2 separate regions of the Mus musculus genome follow, and region 1 is linked to region 2. A link is a contact called in public HiChIP or PLAC-seq data. All regions are on one chromosome and are shown on one strand. The core of a region is the stretch at or near the end of the contact, and the rest is flanking DNA. Distances in the headings are between cores, read along the strand shown.

What was found. HiChIP or PLAC-seq counts read pairs in DNA pulled down with a chosen protein or histone mark.
Region 1: a contact with region 2 is called in an H3K4me3 HiChIP or PLAC-seq map of the SCID.adh cell line, with 15 read pairs. The contact joins the promoter of Atad2 here to the enhancer-like site in region 2. A contact is called at or near these places in 4 of 39 promoter capture datasets (3T3-L1-derived adipocytes, fetal liver, hippocampal neurons and 1 more), 2 of 115 datasets of contacts at active chromatin or transcription factors (the SCID.adh cell line and embryonic stem cells) and 2 of 9 other capture datasets (adipose tissue and pancreatic islet).

The regions. Positions count from the first base shown.
Region 1 is chr15:58,133,104-58,138,470 of GRCm38.p6, reverse strand. It overlaps Atad2 (ATPase family, AAA domain containing 2), which reads left to right and starts at 3,389. Exons shown (of 28, transcript NM_027435.2): 1 at 3,389-3,664. The coding sequence starts at 3,497.
Region 2 is chr15:58,048,735-58,054,657 of GRCm38.p6, reverse strand. Zhx1 (zinc fingers and homeoboxes 1) reads left to right here. Exons shown (of 4, transcript NM_009572.4): 3 at 1-2,434; 4 at 5,873-5,923. The coding sequence ends at 2,431. Among named protein-coding and RNA genes, the nearest start is that of Gm22299, 10 kb to the right of the region's middle. Within about 2 kb of position 4,412, at least 25 of the 459 cell types and tissues checked have an H3K27ac peak or open chromatin away from gene starts, as enhancers often do. A contact at or near this core is called in the SCID.adh cell line and adipose tissue, where this site is marked.

The DNA of each region.
Region 1 (5,367 bases), core at 2,140-4,639, 85 kb before region 2:
TGTGTCTGAAGATAGTGACTATACTCAATATACATAAAATGAATAAATCTTAAAAAAAAAATCTCTGACACTTCTTGAGCCAGGTCCCTACAGTCCAAACCATACTCAGCACCAATGTCTTCCATATTCCTACTAGGATTTCCCATTAAGCCCCACTCAAAGCATGCCAATACTTTCCAAATCCATATTCTTGCAGTCCCTGGTGTCCAGCCCACCCCATACAATGCCACACCTCTTCTAACAAGGTCACACCTTCTCCTAATAGTGTCATCCCAGAACCAAGCATTTTCAAACCAGCACACCAGCTTTAGCTGCATACAGAGTATGTCTCTATTTTGTATTTACTTTGTATTCAACTGCTGCCTAACCTGTGGTTGTCTACTGATTATTTTGAGGCATATGTGCAAAGGTGGTGGGGACATGGGATTTCATATCGCCCACATTTGTCTTGAACTTACTGTGTAGTCAAGAATGGCCTTGACATATCCTCCTTGCTCTCTCTACCTCCTGAGTGCTAGAATTGCTGGCACATTATCACACCTAGACACCTAGACTTTGGACATAAGTAGCAGATTCTACCAGTTAATAGATATGTGCCCTTGAGCAGAGCTTCTGCAACATCCTCCCCATGCCTGTTTCCACATCTGTAAAACTGAGGTTAAAAATAGGTTTGCTACAAGGATTGAGTTTGTCTATATGATGAACTTAGTAGTTGCCGGCACATAATCATGTAAGTTACCATTAGTTACTTGAAGTATAGTCCTCCCAAAGAGACTTCAACAGTCAGTTGTGACTTTCCTGACGATTCCATTAGAAAGGAATGGCTCTTCCTTTAAGGGCCATTGAGAGACTTCTGGATTGTAAAAGACAAACATTGACAGATCTTTTTAGTGAATGTTCTGCGGGGAGGGGATGTCAGAGCCTATCAATGTTGACAAAAACAAATCTCCTGCCAGTGTTTAGCTTTCCCAAGCAGTAGTGTTAATAGGGGCAGGAGAACCGACAGGAATTCATCTTACTGATACAACTGCTAGAAACTATGTTAATGTTTTGTCAGGTCTCTTAAAGCAGAGGTTACTATGTTGCTATCACGTGAGCAAAGTCTAAGCATTAGGCCTGGCATAGATCCTTTTTTTGGGGGGGGGGGGTTACTGATGGCTGGAGATGTAGATCCGTTGGTAGAATGTTTGCCCTTCATGCAAGAAACACTTGATTTGGGCTGGAGAGATGGCTAGGCCGCTAAGAGCACTGACTGCTTTTCCGAAGGTCTTGGGTTCAAATCCCAGCAACCACATGGTGGCTCAGACCCATCCATAATAAGATCTGATGGCCTTTTCTGCAGTGTCTGAAGACAGCCAGTTATCACACTTGAAGCAGGTCCAGGTGGAGTCTGTTACACATAATAAATAAATAAATCTTAAAAGAAAGAAAGAAGGAAAGAAACTCTTGATTCAATCCCAGGCACCACATAAATGGTGTGATGGTACAGATGTGTAATTCAGCACTCAAGGGGTAGAAAACAGGAGTATTATAGATGAATATCAAGGTCCAACTAAATGCCCACTGGGATCTCCAGTTTCTTCTGCCTCAGAACAAAGAATTGAGACAGGGATATGTGGATAGTGGTAGAAACAGAAACTGCTACTACATACATACATACACACGTTTTGTTTTAGAAAAAAGTTTTTTTTGTGTGTAGTCTTATAAACCAGGCTGGCCTACTACTCATGAGATCCACCTGCCTCTGCCTCCTGAGTGCTGGGATTAAAGGCGTGAATGAACCACCACTGCCAGCTACAGAAACTGTTTATTAAGAGAGTACCTCAAATCAAAATGGGCCAGGGCTGGAAAGGTTAGAAGTTCAATGGAATCTGTTCCTATTGAATTGGGACATTTATATCTCTTGTTTAACAAAGCTTTTTATTTATTTATTTTTAATGCCAAATGGCCTCTGTATCAATTAAGAATGACAGAGGTGATTTATCTGTTACGTAGACAGCCACCCTGGGCTACTCCATGGTGATCTTGATGGCTTTGTTTGGGGCAGAGGTTGTCAGTCTTCCACCACCAGCTGCCACAGAGGGTCCTATCATCGGCCTTATGTCAGACCCAGAAGGTCTGAGAGATTTTTCTGCGGAGGAGGAATTCTGGGGAGCTGAGGTACCTTTGCAAGGCAGGGTAGAGCAGTCAACCCGTGTCCACAGTTTGGACTGGGCTCTGGCAGTGGGTGAGGGATGGGGTAGTTCTTTGCCAAGTGGCCAGTTAGCATCTGGGAAGCAGGTCCAGGTGGAGTCTGTTACTGCTCATCTTCCTCAGCTGAGGCTAGCAGAGCTGGTATTGTCTGCCGGGGGAAGCCATTTTCATGAAACACCTTAAAATGTCAGTCAGAAGCCGGGCGTGGTGGCACACGCCTTTAATCCCAGCACTTGGGAGGCAGAGACAGGCAGATTTCTGAGTTCGAGGCCAAGCCTGGTCTACAGAGTGAGTTCCAGGACAGCCAGGGTTATACAGAGAAACCCTGTCCCGAAAAACAAAACAAAACAAAAAAAAAATAAATAAATAAGTAAATAAATAAAATAAAAATGTCAGTCAGCAGATCTCTTTGAGGGGTTTGAGAGCCATCATATAATCTATTATGTATACCCCTAATTAAAAAAAAAATGTTGCATTTAATTACTTTTTTTACGCTTAACCTTGACAAAATAGACACAGCAAAAGCTTGTCTCTGTAAATGAATTACATTTGTACCTAGCACGACTACAAACCATTCTGAGCACAGGAAAGAATTTGATCATTTATAAGGTGACTGGCCATTAACTTTATGTCGTAATTACTTTACAAGTTAGCTTTTTTTTTTTTTAATCCCGGGTAAGTTTATATGACTCATTCTATCCCAATAGCTGTTGCCAGTTCTTTTAGCTGTCTTTAAGGACCATTATATTTTCTTTCTTTCGTGCAGTTTATTTTTGTTAGTTCATCAATAAAAACCTCTTCAAGTCTCAAAGTCAAACCTATCGGAGGCAAAGTGCTTGGTTTAAGGACCTTTTTTTTCTGGCGTTTGAAGCCTAGATGGCGGGAAGCCGCCGGCAGGGAGCCAAAGGGCCCTTCCGCCTCCACGCGCCAAAATTCCAAACAAGACGCTGCACCGCTCTCTCCGTCTCCTTCCACTGAGGGCGGAGAGCCGGAACTACAGCTGGAAGAACGACGTCGCAAATTCCTGTGAGGGGGCTCGACGCGGTTCGCTGGCGCCTCGGTTCGCGTCGGCTCCGGTTCCCGCGCTCTTCGGATTGGAGGAGAATTTCGGGTTCGTCGATCTGGGGGTGGGGTCAGGAGGCGTGGCCGGCGGCGGAGGGATTCGGCGCGCGTACGCTGCGGCCGCTGGGCGCGCAGTTTGTGGCGCCAGAATTCAGAGCGCGTGAGCGCCTGAGCAGCCTCCTCCGGAGCCAGGTTCTCCACTTCCCCCGCCTCGGGTTCCGGCTTCTGCAAGCGGGGCACCATGGTGGTCCTCCGCAGCAGCCTGGAGCTGCACAGTCGCTCCACCACCTCCTCGGCCACCGACTCTCTGGACCTGTCCAGTGAGTTCCTCAGCCTGCAGGACAGCGGCGGGAGGCGGCCCAGATTGCGCCGAGCCGGGAGGAAATCGACGGCGTCCAAGGCGGCGGGCGTGAGTACCGACCTAGGGCGGGGAGCTTTGGGCCCCGGGTTGGAGACGCGCGCCCCGCTCTGGGGTAGTGGGCTGTCGTGGACCAGCGAGGTGGAAGGTTCTGGAAAGACAGAACTGGCTGGAAGCGGGCAGAGCAAGTTGGTCGCCACCTCTTTCTACGCAAGAGGAAACCTAGAGCCGAAGCGCTGCGTAGGGCCGAGCGGAGGAGCTTTGGGCCGACCTTGTGCTCCCCCCATCACCTCCTTCCCGGTTCCTTCCCCGGGTCGCGTCAGTCAGGGGAGTGCGAACCCCCTGACTGCTGGAGCGCGTGCACGGGAGCATCTTGAGTTGTGGGCCCAGACAGTAAAGAGTCCACTGACCTCCATGTACGGTCCAGGGAGGTTCCATCGTGAGACTCAAGCGAAGTAAAATATCAGGTTGCATAATATGGAGGGACGAACGGCGACATTGCGTGGTTGCACTTTAAGTCTCTTGACAAGCCTTAGAGGACCTTCTGGTTGGTGGTTATCGGTGTGACAGATGAAGACATGGGCTCCAGAAAGGTAAACAGAGAGTGGTAGACAGTTCTGGAATTGGAACTTCGGTTTTTTGTGCCTCCCACAGCTTTCCTTTTCTGGCAGCTTCATGCTGCATTTACAGTCTCTGTAGTGGGAGGTTTGCAAATGCTTCTTGCCCATCACTGGGACCAGTGCGGAGAGATTACACATCGCCCGGCTTCGGCGGTGGTGGAAGGGGGACAGCGGGGACAGCGTTCACCAAAAAGGTTGAGGTTGAGGAAGAAACACTAAAGTTTCCGAAACCGGTAGTGATGGTCCGGTTGCAGTGAGGGAGTAGGAAAACAGACGCGTAGCTGGTCAGGAGACTGGAAGTCTGATCAGGAGCGCTGCGCTGGGAGTGACACAGCAGTGTCCACTTAGTTCAGACAACCCTAATCTTGTATTGGCACTATATAAAGTGAATCACTTGTAGACAGACGTAGCTTCCTTGGGGACTGGGATGAAACAGTCTTCGTTTGTTTGCTTTGTTTTGGTTTGGTTTTTTTTTTTTTTTTTTTTTTTTTTTTTTTTTTTTTGAGACAGGGTTTCTCTGTGTAGCCCTGGCTGTCCTGGAACTCACTTTGTAGACCAGGCTGGCCTCGAACTCAGAAATCCGCTTGCTTCTGCCTCCTGAGTGCTGGTATCAAAGGCGTGCGTCACCACACCCGGCTTATATTTTTGAAATGAAGTCCTCCCTTCTATAAATCAAGGTATTTTTGTAGAGCTTCTAATTAGAGGCTAATTAGGGGTGTTATATCGGATTTTCCTCAAGGACGACAGATTCATATTACAAAACACCATCTATACCAAGCATAAAATAGCTTTGTATTTGAAAAGTTTTATAAACTGGGGGCTTTATATTTAGTCCCATGTAAGTAAAAATGTATGTTTCAAAAACTTAACTCTCAGCCAGGCGTGGTGGCGCACGCCTTTAATGAGGCCAGCCTGGTCTACAGAGTGAGTTCCAGGTCAGCCAGGGCTACACAGAAAAACCCTGTCTCCAAAATCAAAAAACAAAAAAACTTAACTCTCTGCTTACCCTAGTCTTTGAATATTTCTTAATTTCCAGTCACATATTTTTCAACAGATGGTAGAGATACAGATACAGATGGTACTTTGGATGGTAAAATTTATTCACTTTAAATTCATTATTGTGATTTTTCTTGG
Region 2 (5,923 bases), core at 3,163-5,662:
GAAAGTGGAAGGGGGCTATGAATGTAAATATTGTACTTTTCAAACTCCAGATCTAAATATGTTTACTTTCCATGTAGATTCAGAACATCCCAATGTTGTGCTGAATTCCTCCTATGTTTGTGTTGAATGCAATTTTCTTACCAAAAGGTATGATGCACTTTCTGAGCATAATCTGAAATACCACCCAGGAGAAGAAAATTTCAAGCTGACTATGGTGAAGCGGAATAACCAGACAATCTTTGAACAGACAATAAATGATCTAACTTTTGATGGCAGTTTTGTTAAAGAGGAGAATACAGAACAAGGAGAATCCATAGATGTTTCTTCTTCGGGAATCTCCATTAGTAAAACTCCCATCATGAAAATGATGAAAAATAAGGTAGAGAACAAACGGATTACAGTCCACCATAACTCAGCTGAGGGCACTTCTGAAGAGAAAGAGAATGGAGTAAAAGCAAGCCAGGAAGAAAATGCAGAAAGTGTGAGTTCTTCAGCTTTAGAATCCAATACAAGTACTTCCACCATCAACAGAGTGCATCCCAGTCCTGCCAGCACAGTGGTGACTCCCACAGCTGTTCTTCCTGGGTTAGCACAGGTGATAACTGCGGTGTCTGCTCAACAGAACTCAAACTTGCTCCCTAAAGTCTTAATCCCCGTTAATAGCATTCCTACCTACAATGCTGCATTGGATAACAATCCTCTTCTACTTAATACCTACAACAAATTCCCTTATCCTACAATGTCAGAAATTACAGTTCTTTCTGCTCAAGCAAAATATACAGAGGAACAAATCAAGATCTGGTTTTCAGCCCAACGTTTAAAGCATGGTGTTAGTTGGACTCCTGAAGAAGTAGAGGAGGCGAGAAGAAAACAATTCAATGGAACAGTACATACTGTACCTCAGACCATAACTGTTATTCCTACACACATTTCCACAGGGAGTAACGGGTTACCATCTATCTTACAGACATGCCAAATTGTTGGTCAGCCAGGTCTGGTCCTTACTCAAGTAGCTGGAACAAACACCTTGCCAGTAACAGCACCCATTGCCCTGACAGTGGCAGGGGTTCCAAATCAAACAAATGTACAAAAGAGCCAAGTGCCTGCTGCTCAGCCTGCTACAGACACAAAACCAGCCACAGCAGCAGTTCCATCCTCGCCAAGTGTCAGACCTGAAGCTGCACTAGTGAACCCAGATTCATTTGGTATTCGGGCCAAAAAGACTAAAGAGCAGCTGGCAGAACTGAAAGTTAGCTACCTAAAAAATCAGTTTCCCCATGACTCAGAGATCATCAGGCTTATGAAAATAACAGGCCTTACCAAAGGCGAGATTAAAAAATGGTTTAGTGATACAAGGTACAACCAGAGAAATTCAAAGAGTAACCAGTGCTTACATCTCAACAATGACTCCTCTGCCACTATCATCATAGACTCCAGTGATGAAACCCCAGAACCCCCAGCGGCAGCTGCTTCACAGCAGAAACAGTCCTGGAATCCCTTTCCTGACTTTGCTCCCCAGAAGTTTAAAGAGAAAACTGCAGAGCAACTCCGTGCCCTTCAGGCAAGTTTTCTCAACAGTTCTGTACTTACTGATGAAGAAGTAAATAGGTTAAGAGCGCAAACCAAACTTACTAGAAGAGAAATTGATGCTTGGTTTACAGAGAAAAATAAAACAAAAGCTTTAAAGGATGAGAAAATAGAAGTAGATGAAAGTAATGTAGGTAGTTCCAAAGAAGAGCCTGGAGAAAGTTCTCCTGGAGATGAAACAGTTGCACCTAAGTCAGGAGGGACAGGCAAGATATGTAAGAAAACACCAGAGCAGCTGCACATGCTTAAAAGTGCATTTGTCCGAACACAGTGGCCATCAGCAGAAGAGTATGACAAGCTGGCTGAAGAGAGTGGCCTTGCCAGAACAGATATAGTTAGTTGGTTTGGGGATACCCGTTATGCTTGGAAGAATGGAAACTTGAAATGGTATTACTACTATCAAAGCTCCAATTCAAGTAGTTTGAATGGTCTATCTTCCCTTAGGAGAAGAGGGAGAGGCAGACCCAAAGGAAGGGGCAGGGGCAGACCACGTGGTCGGCCCAGAGGTGGAAAAAGAATGAACACCTGGGACAGGGTACCATCGCTTATAAAGTTTAAAACTGGAACAGCAATACTTAAGGATTATTACCTGAAGCACAAATTTCTTAATGAGCAAGACCTTGATGAACTTGTCAACAGATCACACATGGGTTATGAGCAGGTCAGAGAGTGGTTTGCAGAAAGACAGAGAAGATCTGAGTTAGGTATAGAATTATTTGAGGAAAATGAGGAGGAAGATGAAGTTGTTGATGATCAGGAAGAAGATGAAGAAGAAACAGATGATAGTGACACTTGGGAACCCCCACGACATGTGAAGCGGAAGCTTTCTAAATCGGATGACTGAAATGTAAGTGTTTAAGCCTTCATGTTTATCATCATATACATGTTTTAAAAGCTATCTTATTGGTTCACTCATCTTCACGTGTGTGTGTGTGTGTGTGCGTGCGTGCATGCATGTATGTGTGTGCATGTGTAGGCCAGAGGCTGATACTGTCTTCCTCTATTGCTCTCTGCCATAGTTTTGGGACAGCATCTTTCTGAATCTGAAGCTCACTGATTTAGCAATACTAGGTGTTCAGGGACCTCCAAAAGCTCCAAGGATCCACCTCTTGCTACATCTTCAGTAGGAATAGAGGTGTGCACTGCTGTGCCTGGCTCTTATGAGGGACCTTGGATCTGAACTCAGGTTTGCATATTTTTATGCAAGCACTTTGGTGACTTGAGCCATCTCCCTAGCCCTTATCTTTACTTCCACTAAGTTTTTTAAAAACTATTTTTTTCTAATAAGAGGACTAGTTAGGTATAGTCATGCCACTAGTCATGACATGTATTATTATTATGTGTAGCTTGATTATTGTATAGGGTTTACTGTTCTAATGTCCCTTTAATTATTTATTTTCCATATAAAACATTTTAGTTTGTTTCAAAGAAAAGGAAGAAGGGAAACAGAAAACAAACAGTAAAGGTAACTAAAAAGTATTTCTTGTAACCTCCTCTCTACTAATGCTTCATTTTTGTCTATGTAAGGAAACAATTTTTTTAAAAAAGCTAAAAATAAGGGCAAGTATACTGAAGGGAGAGAGCACAGCACAAGGGCACATGGGCTTGAGGAGACTGAAATAAAAGTAGGTGCTTTGTTTCTCCTTGTTGGCTCTCAAAATGCTATCCGACTTTTAATAGAGTTTAAGATGTATTGCACGCTCAGTATCATTTTCTGTTAAAAGGCAAAGGCCTAGTCTAGGTCCTGTATCAACTCACCAGTGCTTAGGTGGCATCTGTTTTTGAGTAACTACAATATAATTTTTTGTCCTAAATCAAAAGTCAGATAAGAGATTTCATATTTGATATAAATTAACTCAGTCACCTAAAATATCTTTTGCTCTTTGGGATAAGATAAACTTCCTTTATTGTAAGTACTTTGTTTGGTTAAAAAAAATTTCCTGCCGGATGTGGCTTCATATTCCCATAATCCTAACATTAAGAAACTGAGGCAGGAGGAGTTCAAGTTTGAGGCTAGCCTGGGCTACATAGCAAGATCCTCTCTTAAAACAATATAAAATCTTCATAGTGCAAATGAATACAGTTTAACTAAAAGTTTTGGCATGATCCTTAATAGATTGTAGATTAAATAAAAAATTTACTATAGTTGCAGGTAGTTACCTAAAGTTAGGCTTCAGTTCTTTGTATGTGAGTTTGAATACTGGGGAGTGAGCTAGGGGATTGTTTATGCCAGGCAAGCATTCTAGCACTAAGCTACATTCTCAGCCCAGAACTTCAATTCTTAATTCTTTTGGAATTCAGGAACATGGTTTTATTCTTTTCTGTTCTTTGTTTGGGGAATATTCCAGAATAAAAACACATTGTTTTGAAAACAGTTTAGTTGTCATGAAATGCCTGTGTTTGTCTCTCTGTAGCTCAAATCGCATCTAGTCAGCAATTGCTGTTGTGTTTTAAATCACTGAGTGAGGGAGGGGCATAGACTCTTATTATTATTTTGTATGTGAGCATAGGTACTTATTTCCTTGACTTCTTTCCTCTCTAACCTACATGCGTACTCGTTTATTCTACACAGTATTTTCTTAATCCTCGGGAGGCATCTTCCTGGCTTGTTTATTTTAGCAATTATTTATAGAGACCTTAATAAATGCTACACACTTGTCTCGCTTATTAACAGTTCCTTCCCAGTTTCTTATCACTAACATCCCTAAGACAGAAATCAGATGGAATGAAGCTTTGCTTATTTCATCAACAGTCTAAGTCTCATTGCAGGCCAGAGACTAGCATGTCATCATTTTAAGTCACAAGAAGCTCAAGAGTTTTGTAGCATTATCCTGAAATCTAGCCCTCCACTTCCTCATGTCAGAGACTTCACCACAGGCTTTGTTCTGACCCAGATGCATAAAATATTTGTAGCAGGCTTTTTTTTTTTTTAATTGCTAAACACAAGAACATGTCTTCCGCCAAGATTACATCAACAAATTTGTTGCTGCAGTGAATTGTTGCAGCCTTTGCAGTCATTTTCTGGGGAGTGGTAATCATCTAAAAATAGGTGAAATTTTCCACACTGTTTACTTGGATCTGACTTTCACTTATATAATAACACAGTTACAGATACTGATTATAGTCATAAAATTCACTTAAGTCTGGTTTTAAGACTTTATGCTGTATGTAGTATATGTGTCCTTTGCTTTTAAAACACAAAGAAGCCAGGGCTGGGAAAGCAGTTCAGTAGATAAAGCATTTGCCTGAGTTCAGACCCCAGCACCTGTTCTGCAGGCACAGTACTAGTAACCCCAGCGCTGAGGAGAGATAGATGGTGGAGAGATGTACACCTGGAGCTCACTGGCCACCTAGTGTAGCTGTATCAGAGACTTGCTGGCTTGTCTCTGAAACTAAGGCAAAAATCAGCTGAAGAACACATCCCCCCACACACACCTACCAATGGCTGGCACACGTGCACCCTCCCATGAATCTATGCAGAGCATATAGTTCATATATACATTTTTTTTTTTTTTTGGTTTTTCGAGACAGGGTTTCTCTGTGTAGCCCTGGCTGTCCTGGAACTCACTTTGTAGACCAGGCTGGCCTCGAACTCAGAAATCCAACTGCCTCTGCCTCCCAAGTGCTGGGATTAAAGGCGTGCACCACGACGCCCGACATTCATATATACAATTTAAGAAATACTTGGAAATGTAAAATTATAAACCACATCAATTAGCATGTTATAATTCATTTAACAAGATAATTCTCACAAAACTATTCAGTATAGGTTTCCTCTTAAAAGTTTTATTTAAATGATTTAGCTTACAAAAACCAAACCGTCCCAAAATATTGCAACTAGGCAAAGAAAACCACAGAAGACAGATATAAAAGTAGTTCCTCTTTTACAACCCAGAACTCATTGTTTAATATGAACTTTGATGAATATACAAAGGAATATGATAAAAAGATACTGCAGAACACAAAACAAATATAACTTTTGTACAAGTTAGCCTTGTGTACAAGCAGAAATACTATAAATTGTTAGACTTCATGTTACAAATACCGACAATGAAATATCTTCCTCCTAATAATTTTATACATGCTTACAGAAAGGCGTATGTCTAAAAGCAAATGTGGCACATGAGGAACACACACATGGTTTACACAAACTGCACTGTGAGTGATTGCAATGTTAAAGAGAACGCAGAATGCACTAATGCTAGCTGGTTATTTATTCTAAAAGCAGAAATTAAAATGTGGTTGTCTTTAAAATTTTAGGGTTTTGTTTGTTTTTCTTTTATAGCTACTTAAAATTCTGAAGGAGAATAAGTTCTTCAACTCAAGATCTCTGAAT